2 separate regions of the Mus musculus genome follow, and region 1 is linked to region 2. Evidence: chromatin contacts called from public Hi-C data. All regions are on one chromosome and are shown on one strand. The core of a region is the stretch at or near the end of the contact, and the rest is flanking DNA. Distances in the headings are between cores, read along the strand shown. Region 1 holds the start of Rbm15b (RNA binding motif protein 15B). Region 2 holds the start of Cdv3 (carnitine deficiency-associated gene expressed in ventricle 3).

Region 1 (5,223 bases), core at 1,482-3,981, 3.5 Mb after region 2:
TCCTCTAACTTGCCCAATGTCCGCAGCGCTGACTGGAGGTACTGCTGTGAAAAGTCGCAGGGCGGGAAGGCATAGAGCATGCCTGTGTTGTCTCTGCCCTTAGACCCACCCACCGGCAAGCTGATCACCCCTGCAGCCTGCTTCTGTTTCAAGTAGGAGACTAGGTTCCTGAGAAGCCGCCTCTGTAGGCCTGGCTCCACCACGGGCATGCCCTCGGCGCCAGGCCCGCTGGGGGTTGACTGGATGGCCAGGAGCACAGCATAGCCATTAGGGCTCCCCTGCTTGATTCGCCGGGTGACCTCGTCCAGCTTGGGCTGATCCAGTCGAAGGCGCTGGGCAATCTTTAGCTGGGTCAGCTTGCTGCCAGAAGGATGGTCTTTGAGGAGGCCACTGATAACTCCCTGGTCCCCCTCAAGGATGTGCATAGATGTCGGAAAGCAGCTGTTTTTCAACACCAGAAGCCCATTCCAACCCAGCTGCAGTGTCTGGGCATATTCTGACAGAGTCTTTAGCTTTTTGGTCTCGTGTTTTGGCTCTTCAAGAGTCTTGGGCTCTGCCTCAGTGGTCCGATGATTGCGTTCACTCTCTCTAGTCTTTTTCCCATGGGAAGAGTCTGGAGCCTCATGGTGGTGGTGATGGTGGCTCCTCTCCTCAGCACCATGTCTGCTGTTGCTGAGGGAGTTGCTGCCTGACTCCTTGGTCCCTTCACTGGAGTGGTTCTCCTTGCGGCTACGCTCAGGGGTGCGATCTGAGCCTCGCTCAGACTGCTGCCCCCCACCCTTGGTCCTGCTGCGTTCCTCGTAAGGGGAGTGAGTTGTCCTCCCACGGTCACTGGAGAGGCTCCTCCGCTTGCGTCTCTCTTCCCAGGGCTTGGCTATGCTCCGGTCCCCATCACCCCCCCAGCGCTCACCACTCCGGCTGCGAACTGAGCGGCTATAGCCCTCCAGGCTGTTTCTGCGGTCTGAACTTTTACTGAGGCTGGTCCAGTCCCCTTCCAAAAAGGTCCGGTCTCGGTCTGAATACAGAAGGTGTGGAGGGGTCCTATCCCGCACCCTAAGGTCAGCATCCAAGTTCCGATGCCGGGTATATCCGTCAGTGAGCAGCTCATAGTGCACAGGGAGAGGTGAGGGCTGGTACTGCTGGGGATAGCGAGTCTCCTCGGCTTTGGCAAAATCCACCCGGAGCCTGCGATCTGGACCACCCAAGGGGAAGCCCCTCATTTTAGCACAGGCAGCCTGGGCTGCGTCCAGGCTCTCGTACTGGATGTAGGCAAAGCTGTCTCCTTTGACGTGATCGATGGTCCGAATGCTCCCGAAGCGATCGAATTCCCTGGCCAGGGCCGCCAGCGAGGTGTTAGGTCCGAGACCACCCACCCAGAGGCGGGTGGTGGGGTTAGCCTTGCCGTAGCCTATCTTTATGGGGTTTCTGCCAATCACCCGGCCAGACATAGCCACCTTCGCCCTGTGTGCCATGTCCAGATTCTGAAACTTGAGGAAGGCATAGGCACCACCCTGGCCGCGGGCAGGCCTCTTGATGACCACCTCCTCGATGATGCCGTACTTCTCGAAGGCCCGTCGAAGCTCCACCTCAGAAACACTGTGGTCCAGGTTGCCGATGAAGAGGTTTCGAGTGGCTCTCTGATCATCCTCCGGCATCAGGTCCTCCTCGCACACGGCCTGGTAGCCGTACGGGCGGCCGCGGTCGTCGTACAGCCCGTAATAGTCCAGGGCTCGCTCTCGAGACAGTCCCACGGCCGCCGCGGCAGCAGCATCCAGGGCGAAGGCTGCGGCGGCGTGCCGCGCGCGGGGCTCCCGCAGGGGCGGGGCGGCTACCGGAGACAGCGAGCGCTGCTTGTACTGGTAGCCACCGTGCAGGGGCAGATAGCCCAGGGGGTCGGCGGGCGCGGGAGGCCCGGGGGGCGGCGTGGAGGCGGCGGCGCTGCTGCTGCTACTGCGCCGGCTGCTCCCGCCGCCGCGCAGGTACACCGGCTCCACCTTGAGCGGGCGATCGTAGAGCAGCAGCTGCCGGGCCAAGGCGTGCTGGCGAGCCTCCCGCGCGTCCTGTGGGTGCCGGAAGTTCACGTAGGCCACGCGGCCCAGCTCCGGGGTGTGTGACAGGCGCAGGCTGATCTCCCCGAACCGCTTGAACTGGTGGAAGAGCCGGTCCTCCAAGTGCTCGGCCGGCAGCGCGGGGCTCAGGCTGCTGATGAGGAGCGTCTTGTACTCCGGAGCCGCGGTGGAGCCCGGACCCGCGGGTTCCGCCCCGGGGGGCGGCGGGGGCGGCGGGAGTGGAGATGCGCGGGGCGACGCGCCGCCAGCACCCGGGTCCCCGGAGGCCTTGCCGGTGCGTCCCCCGCCTCCGGGCGCGCCCGAGGAGCGCCCGCCGCTCGCCCGGTGATTCGCATCCCCGGCAGCGCGCCCGTCGCGATGCCCGCCGCCTCCGCCGCTGCCGCGGGGCTTGTCGCGAGCCCGCGCCGGGACCGGGTGCTTGGTACCGCCGGAGGCCTTGTGCGCTGCCCGCCGCCCGCCCGCCTCTGCCTCTCGTTCGCGCTCCCGCGGCCGCTTGGCGGACGATGACGAGCCACGCCCGCTCGGGCTGGAGTCTCGCTCGCTCTGCCGCTTCATCGCGCCGGTTCGGCGGGCGGGCGGGCGGCCCGCGGGTCCCTCAGAGCGGCGGCGGCGGCGGCCCAGGAGGCAGCGCCCCCGGCGCCGCCATCTTGGACAAAAGGACTCGGCGCGGCGGCGGCGGCGGGGCGGGGCGGGAGCGGCGCCGAGGGGCCCGGCGCTGCGTTATCAAGCTGCGCCGGCCGCGACACGTGACCGCGGTGGGCGGGCCGAGAGTTTCGCTCGCTGCCTATCACGGAGCTCCGTGGCCCCGCACCACGTGACATCTTGGCAACCAGAGGAAGCGGCCTGTCTTGCGAGCTTTGGCGCCGCCGCGTGGCTGCCGGAGCCCAGGCACCCGGCTCCTGGGTCGCGCGCAGATTCCCTCTCGAGCTCGGCAGGCCGCGGCTGCGCTTTCGCTTTGTGCTCCAGGGCTTGCTTGCTACTCCGGGTCCGCCTATCTTTTTCCGCCTCGGGGCCACGCCCACCGGAGCAGGTGTGGCCGCTTGGCCCGAAGCCAAGTGTTGCGCGTCCCACTCCAACCTGCCACTAGATTGAAGAAACTCTATTTCCTTCCATGGAGTTTTCTGATTAGGACCAGAGTTGGCCCCCTTGAAAATAGACACACAAGGATGCCTACACCCTGCCTAGGACCCACATCCAGGCATCTTATGCATTCGAATTCTTCAGGCACTGTCCTGATAGACACAGGTGAGACCTCCCCGGGGTCCAGGTACAGAAACTAGAATGCGTTTGCAACCTACAGACAGGCATCTTGGTGCCACTGGGTCCAAATTTCTGCTGTAGGTGTCTGGGCGGACAGGAGGCTGGGAAGGTGGGGCTGCTGAGCCAAGGGTAAAGAGCAGGTAATGCCATTATCACTTCTTGCCAAGTTGACAGACTGCTGGCCAGTGTTCTGACCACATCCAGGAGATGAGGTGAAGTACCGGCAAGAGTACTCAAAGGCCCCTAGGGCTTATGCTCTCCACAGACGGTTGCTGGATCATTGATGCATCTGTAGGATGTCGAAGAACGCACCCAGCTCTTCCCTCCTCCCATAAGCAGAAAGCAACCAGCAGGAGGAGAAAGTGCAGGAGGAACTTGGAAGAAACAGCAGAGGGCTTCATGTAAGGCCCTGCGAATGCAAAGTGAATTTGGGGACCACACAAGAAGATAGCTAAGACGAGCCTTTTGGAAAACATAACTTCTTAGCAGTTGCTCCTTTCTCATTATCTCTGGAGGCAGCAGGAGCAAAGTTTCCCCACTGAGGCACAGTTCACAAGTGCCAGCAAAGGGAGCAACTGAAAACCACAGTGCACACAACTCCCTCAGGCCTTCCACTACAACCAGCTCACACTGCTTCTTTGTAAACCGATTCCTGCCAACTTTGCCAAAAATATAGGTAAGCAAGGGTCCTTGTTCTGATGCTAGACTGGAACCCCGATGAATGAATAGTTTAAGTACCAGGCGGGGTAAAGATACGCTATGGTCTGACCACCTGTACTCAGCTCACAGTTCTCCTTCTGCATAGGCTGAGCCAAATGTAAATGTCCTTTAGACTTAACAGCAGCTCAAGAACCTTCAGCCCCTGCTACTGGACTGGATGGGGGTGGGGGTCAGGGGTCAAGTCTAACCTCACCAGGCTGAAGTATCAGACACCCAGAAGCCCAAACCCACAAGACATTGGCTGCCCAAGCTCTTAAGTCCTGTTATGGGAGTTTCAGGCCCTCAGCACTGGCAGGCTGAGGGATCTTTTCAGACTGGAAAGATAAACCAGTAATCTATAGGACAGAATACTGTGCCAGCTCAACTCTCCAAAGACAATTTTTTTTAATAAAAAAATCCCAGACAAACTTTGAAGTCCTAGAGTAAACCAGCAAAGAAGGAAGTAAATTGTCCCCACTTGGGGATGGGGAAATTGTCCCCACTCGGGGATGGGCAAGAGGGAACTGCAGAGCCAGCATCACTAGGAAAGCTCTAGGTTCACATCTCATTGTCAGGAGCCCGCTTAAAAAATAAATTACAAAATGGTTATTTGGGGAAGAGACAGATAAACTGCTTTTTCCCCTTCAGGTGCAGCAGGAATTGGGCAGACTACAGATCAGTCCGTGCGCTGGCTGCCTTGGGGGCGTATTTAGGCATCAGTTCATTTATCTTCCGGATATAGTCAGACTTTTCTGCACAGCCTTTGCACATCTCCCCCCAGTCGTCCAGGATCTTCTTCAGCTCTTTCACCCGGAGCTTCTTCAGGTCCACTGTGCTCAGGTCAATCTGCTTGTCTGCAGGGAGAGCAGGAGAGTAAATGGCTGGGCAGGAGAGGCTGCAGGCCCAACTGTGCTGCACGTCAAACCATCCTTAGGATGTCCAGCCCTACGTGCGGCCGGGAAGACAAATGCACACTGCGCCCAAGATTGAGATGACAGTCTTCACCAGGAAGGCCACCTCAGGCTGTCAGTAGCCACCATAAGACACACAGTGCAGACAGCCTATGTGGTTTAGAGAAGGAACATAGCTCCAGTTCCCCGAGGGCTTCCTACATGCCAGCACAAAGGACAGCTCCAGGCTGAGCAGAGCAGACACACCCCTAGCCTCCCCAAGAGGCACCAGAGTCAGACACTTA
Region 2 (5,030 bases), core at 1,053-3,552:
CAGCTTGGTGGTACATTTGGGTGGACACTTTAGAATTAAGAGTTCAAGGTGACATGTCGCTCAGCGGTCTTCCACAGATCAGGGTCCAGCTCACAGAACCCACACTAACAGCTGTAATTCCAATTCCAGAAGACAGTACAGACATGTATTACACAGGCAACTCGCTTCAAATATTTTTTTTTGGAAAAAAAAAAAAAAAACAAGCCCCTTCTTCTCCTGAGTCACACAGTAAGTTCTCAGGGCAGCGAGTGAACTACAGGAGCCCTACTAGGGGTAGGGAAGACCACCTAAATTCAAACACGAAGTGTTAAAAATTTTTAAATGACAAAAATCCATTTTAGTCAAGCCAAAAATCCACATAGCTGCAAATAGGGAAACCACAGGATTTTAGAGTTGGCAACTAATTTAATGACACAGAGGGCATTTAAAAAAAAAAAAAAGTAAACGCGTGCACTACTTAACAAGGTTACCTAATCCCACGTGTAATCACATCCTACCTTATTTGCATTGCCTGAACTCTTAATCCGCTGTAATCAACCTCTCTTTGCTCAAATTCTTTCCACTCATTTTCATCCTATGGAAGAAACAACACCTGATTAGTTTTTGGTAAGCCCACTTCAGACTAAAAGGCATCAAGGGCCAACGGGATTCCCCAAACTGGTAAAGGTACCCGCGAAACATCGAATTAATTAATTAGAGATCTTGGTAAACAGATTCCAGACTCGGAAAAATTCCATCAGTGGTCGCCAGGATTCTTGAGTCGGTCTAAGAATCGGCGGCAGTCAACACCGAGAACCAGAGAGTCTAACTCTCCAGGCCCACGTGGTGGGAAGAGAGAATTTACCCCGGCCTCTAACCTCTCCGCACACGTACACAGGAGTGCGCGCACACAAATAAGCAAATAAATGTGATCTTTAAAAAAAACAAAAAACAACAACAACAACAACAACAAAAAAAAAACAAAATTGCAGACAGTGACACAGACCTTTAATCCCAGTACTCCAGAGACAGAGGCCGGAGGCTCTTTGTGAACTGGAGGCCAACCAGAGCTACACCGTGAGACCTTGTCTCAAAAATTGGGGCTAGTGGCCGGACGGTAAAGTTTAGCCCGTTCCTGCAAGATCCGGAGACGTGCCTAATTCCCAAACGCCCTCTCTGCCGCCGCTTTTACTTAAACCCAAGCCCAGGGCGAGCTGAGCGGCGGAGAGAAGGCGACAGAAATTCCACAACTCAATTCCCAGCCCTGCGTGGCCGTGGTTGGGAGAGTAAGCCACGCTGGCCCGGGCGGCACAGAGGAGCCTCGGAACACCTTAAGAACATGAAATCCGGCCCCAGCGGGGCTCAAGCGGGACCACGAGGACTCGGGCACACGTCACCCGGGGACCGGCCCAACCCCCGTGGCCCAGAGGGCGCGGCGCGCAGAGGGCCGCGGACGGGGGCGGCCAGACGAGCCCCGGGGGCCGAGGACCGCGAGCCCGCCCGCCCGCCGGGCCGACGTGCGAAGCCCGAGTCACGTGGCCTCCCGGGCCGGCGGGGGCGGGCACATGCGGCCGGCCGCCGGCCTCCCGACCCTCACCTTCGTTATGGCCTTGCCGGCGGGGCCCGCGCTCCCGCCGTCTCCGGACCTCGAGCTCCCGCCGTCTCCGGACCTAGCACCAGAGCCCGAGCTCCCGCCGTCGCCCGACCTGGAGCCGGAGCCCAAGCTCCCGCCGTCGCCCGACCTGGCACCGGAGCCCAGGCTCCCGCCATCGCCCGGCCTGGAGCCCGCCGCCGCGCTGCTCCCGCCCGCGCCGCTCGCCGCGTTGGCCGCGCGACTGCTCCGTTCCTTCTTCTTCTTCTTGTCCCTCTTGGCGAAGAAGTTGTCCAGGCTCCGCTCCTCGGTCTCGGCCATGGCCGCGGTCCGGATGGGTGGGGCCGGCGGAGGGCGCGGCGCTCGCGGCTCCGAGCTCTGGGTCAAGGCCGGCTGTGCGCTCAGGCTGCAGGGTGCGGCGTCGCCTCAGCCCCGCGGGGTCGCCGAGGCGCGGGCGGCAGGGCGGCCGGCTCCCCCCGTGCTCTGGTGGTACGTTCCTCGCTGGGAACCGCGAGCGTGGAGCAGGGTCGCGCCCGCCCCGCTGCCTGAGGGACAAGGAAGGCGCGCACCGGCGAGCGCTCGGCTAACGACGGCGCGTGCGGGAGGAAGACGCGCGGGCCTGAGGAGGGGGAGAGGGGACGGGGAGGGGAGGGAGGGGAGGAGGGAGGGCGGGCCACCAGCAGAGAGAGGCAGCGCCGCGCCTGCGCGCTCGGTTCCGCCCGCCGCTGTGGGCGCGCCGAGGGGGGCGGGCGGCGGGATGAGAAGGGGGCGGGTCTTCCGGGAGAGCCAATCAGATGCCCGGACGGAGCGCTTAGGTGACAATCCGTTCCTTCTACGGGGCGGTGCCCTGTATGGGGGCGGGGAGAAAGCGGGTGTAGGCAAAGAGAGTGACGTCCCTAGTGACTCCTGCCTCCGATTGGCCAGGGAATTTGCCTTGAGGGCGGGCATTTAGAGGGTTGGTGACTTGGCTGAAGAAGACCAGCCGGAGGGGGCGGGTGTGCCTTGGTTGCGCGCATGCGCAGGGTACACGTGCGTCTGCTCGCCAGGACTGTGGCCTGGTAGGCGTTTGAACTTTCAGGAAAAGGAAAGAGACCATGTTAAGCCAGCTATGTTCAAGCTTGGTCCTCCTGCCCTGCTTTTCTGTACTCGCACCCTCTCTGGTCGGGCACCTATTACTTTTCTTCTGAATGGAATGCTTTTGATGAGGAGCGCTGGATTAGTATTCGTGGTTCCATTTACGGAAGGATCTTAAATAAGCCAGTGCATGAAAGGAAGGGAACTGATTTTGACTAGCTGTGTCTACCAGGGTCAGGCTAAATAAATCTGACCCTCTAACGCTAGCTCTTGTGAGATGGAGAATGGCTGGGAATGTGATTTTGGTGGTAGCGTGCGACAGGCGCATGTCAGCGCAGAGTCTGTCCACAGAATCACAAAAAGAAAACACACAAAACCCCTCCTTTTCCTGGGTCTTCACCCTATTGGCACATACTATGTGAATACTTGATCCCCGAAACATCTGCAGCCCAGAAAGCTTTTTGTTTGCTTGGGGGAGATTGCTTTGTTTTGGGACCGGGTCTCACCTACCCCAGGCTGCTTTGAACGCCATACATAGAAAAGATAATGTGTTTCTGACCTTCCAGCCTCCACCATCCCAAGTGCTGAGAATTCAGGCATGCACTTTTGTGCCTATGTTAGCGATACTAGGGGTTTCCATTCTTGCTAGAGAGGCTCTCTACCAGCTAAAGAATGAATGACCCAATACAGATGTTGGAGTTTCCTTGTTTTTAGTTACACAATTGCACCTAGAATTGCTCCTGCTCTGACTTGAGTTTGAGTGATTGCTACAGTTTAACTTTGGCTCCTATGCTGGATCTTAGGACAGAGAAGGGGATAAAAAATATCCTTGTTTCCACCTGACTTGACTTTGGGGCCTTGGAGAATCAAATGTGTGTTTCTCTATGAGACGTGTGGTCTGGGTATGCATTAAACTTCTGCTTCCTCTAAAGGGTAGAGGAGAAAGCTGTGACAACCACTGAGGAAATGGCTAAGTCCTATGTCTGTAGCCTTGGGGGAAAGATAGGACCCAGCTAGTAAATGGAGGGATGTCTTTCCACACCTGTTCCCTCCTGTCTTTCCTTACAAGTCCTTCCCTAGTTGTGGCTATTGAAGACCTACATTCTGAACATATCGATGGATAAATGAAGGCTCTATGGCTGTAGCCAACAATAAGAAGACCTTTCTTTTGTTTTGTTTTTTGAGACAGGTTTCACTATGTAGTCCTGGCTGCCTTGGAACTGGCTCTGAAGACGGAGATGACCTCAAACTCAGAGATTCACCTGCCTGGGCCTCCTAAGTGCTGAAATTGAAGGTGTGCGCCACCACACCTGGCTAATAAGCAGACATATTTGTTCTCTTCCCCCAGCCCAGGATGGTTCCTAGGTGACTTCCTTTTGTGACACCACATATCTTCCTGTGGTATTGTCCAAGTTCAGCACTGCCCAGTGCCACCAGCTTTGCTTAACATCTCTTAGCAAACTTTCTTTTTACCTTCCTTGTCTTCTTTCCTCTTTCCTTCTTTTTCTGCCCTTTCCTGCTCCCCACCCCCCTCATTTTAAGACAGTGTCTAAAGTATCCTAAATTAACCTTGAACACAGAGCCAAGGATGGTCTTGAATCTCCACTTCCAATTCTCTCTCTCTTTCTCCTTTCTCTCTCATTTTGTTTCTGTTTCCTTTCATTTGTTTTTAGGATAGAGTCACCCTGTGTAGCCCTGTCTGGCCTTGAACTCAGAGATCTTCCTGCCTTTGCCTCCCTCTGCTGAGGTTAAATCCCACCACTGTCTACAAAGCTGTTTCCTGTATCCTGCAACTATTTTATCAGTTGAACACCCCACCCATTTTTCTCCTTTCCAAAAAGATGTATTTATCTTTATTTTATGTGCATGCATCAGTACATGGATGTGACTGTACATCTGAACCCCTAAGCCTGGATTTACTGTGAGCCACTTGATATGGGAGCGGGGAGCTGAACACAAGCCTCTGGCAGAGCGGTAAGTACTTCTCATCACCGAGTCCTCTCTCCAGCTGGCTCTCTCTCTTCCTTAAACAAGGTCTTCCTGTGTAGCCCAGGAGGGCCGAGTGATAGATAACACTCCTGTCTCTGTCTCCAAAAGTGTTGAGGTTCTAGGCCTACACTGCCAAACGTGGTTTGCTGTTGTTTCTCATTGCTGGTGGTCTAGGTGAATGCAGGTGTGGTACACAAGCACCTGTGTGTTCATGATCGCCTTGGAGGCCAGTGGACAACCTTAGGTGTCCAGGCCTCAAGTGCCGTCTACATTTTCTGTTTGTTTGTGTATATATGCATGTGATCCCAAATGACATGGTGTATATGTCGAGGTCAGAGGGCAATTTGCAGGCAGTAAGTACCTGTATCCACACAGCCATTTTGCCACTCCACCTTTT

The links. Hi-C and Micro-C count contacts between places; a contact is called where the count stands out from the background.
Region 1: a Hi-C map of CD4 T cells shows a contact between it and region 2, with 6 times the contacts expected there. The contact joins the promoter of Rbm15b here to the promoter of Cdv3 in region 2. A contact is called at or near these places in 2 of 484 Hi-C or Micro-C datasets (CD4 T cells and muscle stem cells).

The regions. Positions count from the first base shown.
Region 1 is chr9:106,884,344-106,889,566 of GRCm38.p6, forward strand. Rbm15b (RNA binding motif protein 15B) reads right to left here and starts at 2,732. Exons shown (of 1, transcript NM_175402.5): 1 at 1-2,732. The coding sequence starts at 2,624. Manf (mesencephalic astrocyte-derived neurotrophic factor) reads right to left here. Exons shown (of 4, transcript NM_029103.4): 4 at 4,410-4,882. The coding sequence ends at 4,698.
Region 2 is chr9:103,363,478-103,368,507 of GRCm38.p6, forward strand. It overlaps Cdv3 (carnitine deficiency-associated gene expressed in ventricle 3), which reads right to left and starts at 2,303. Exons shown (of 5, transcript NM_175565.3): 1 at 1,577-2,303; 2 at 498-574. The coding sequence starts at 1,891.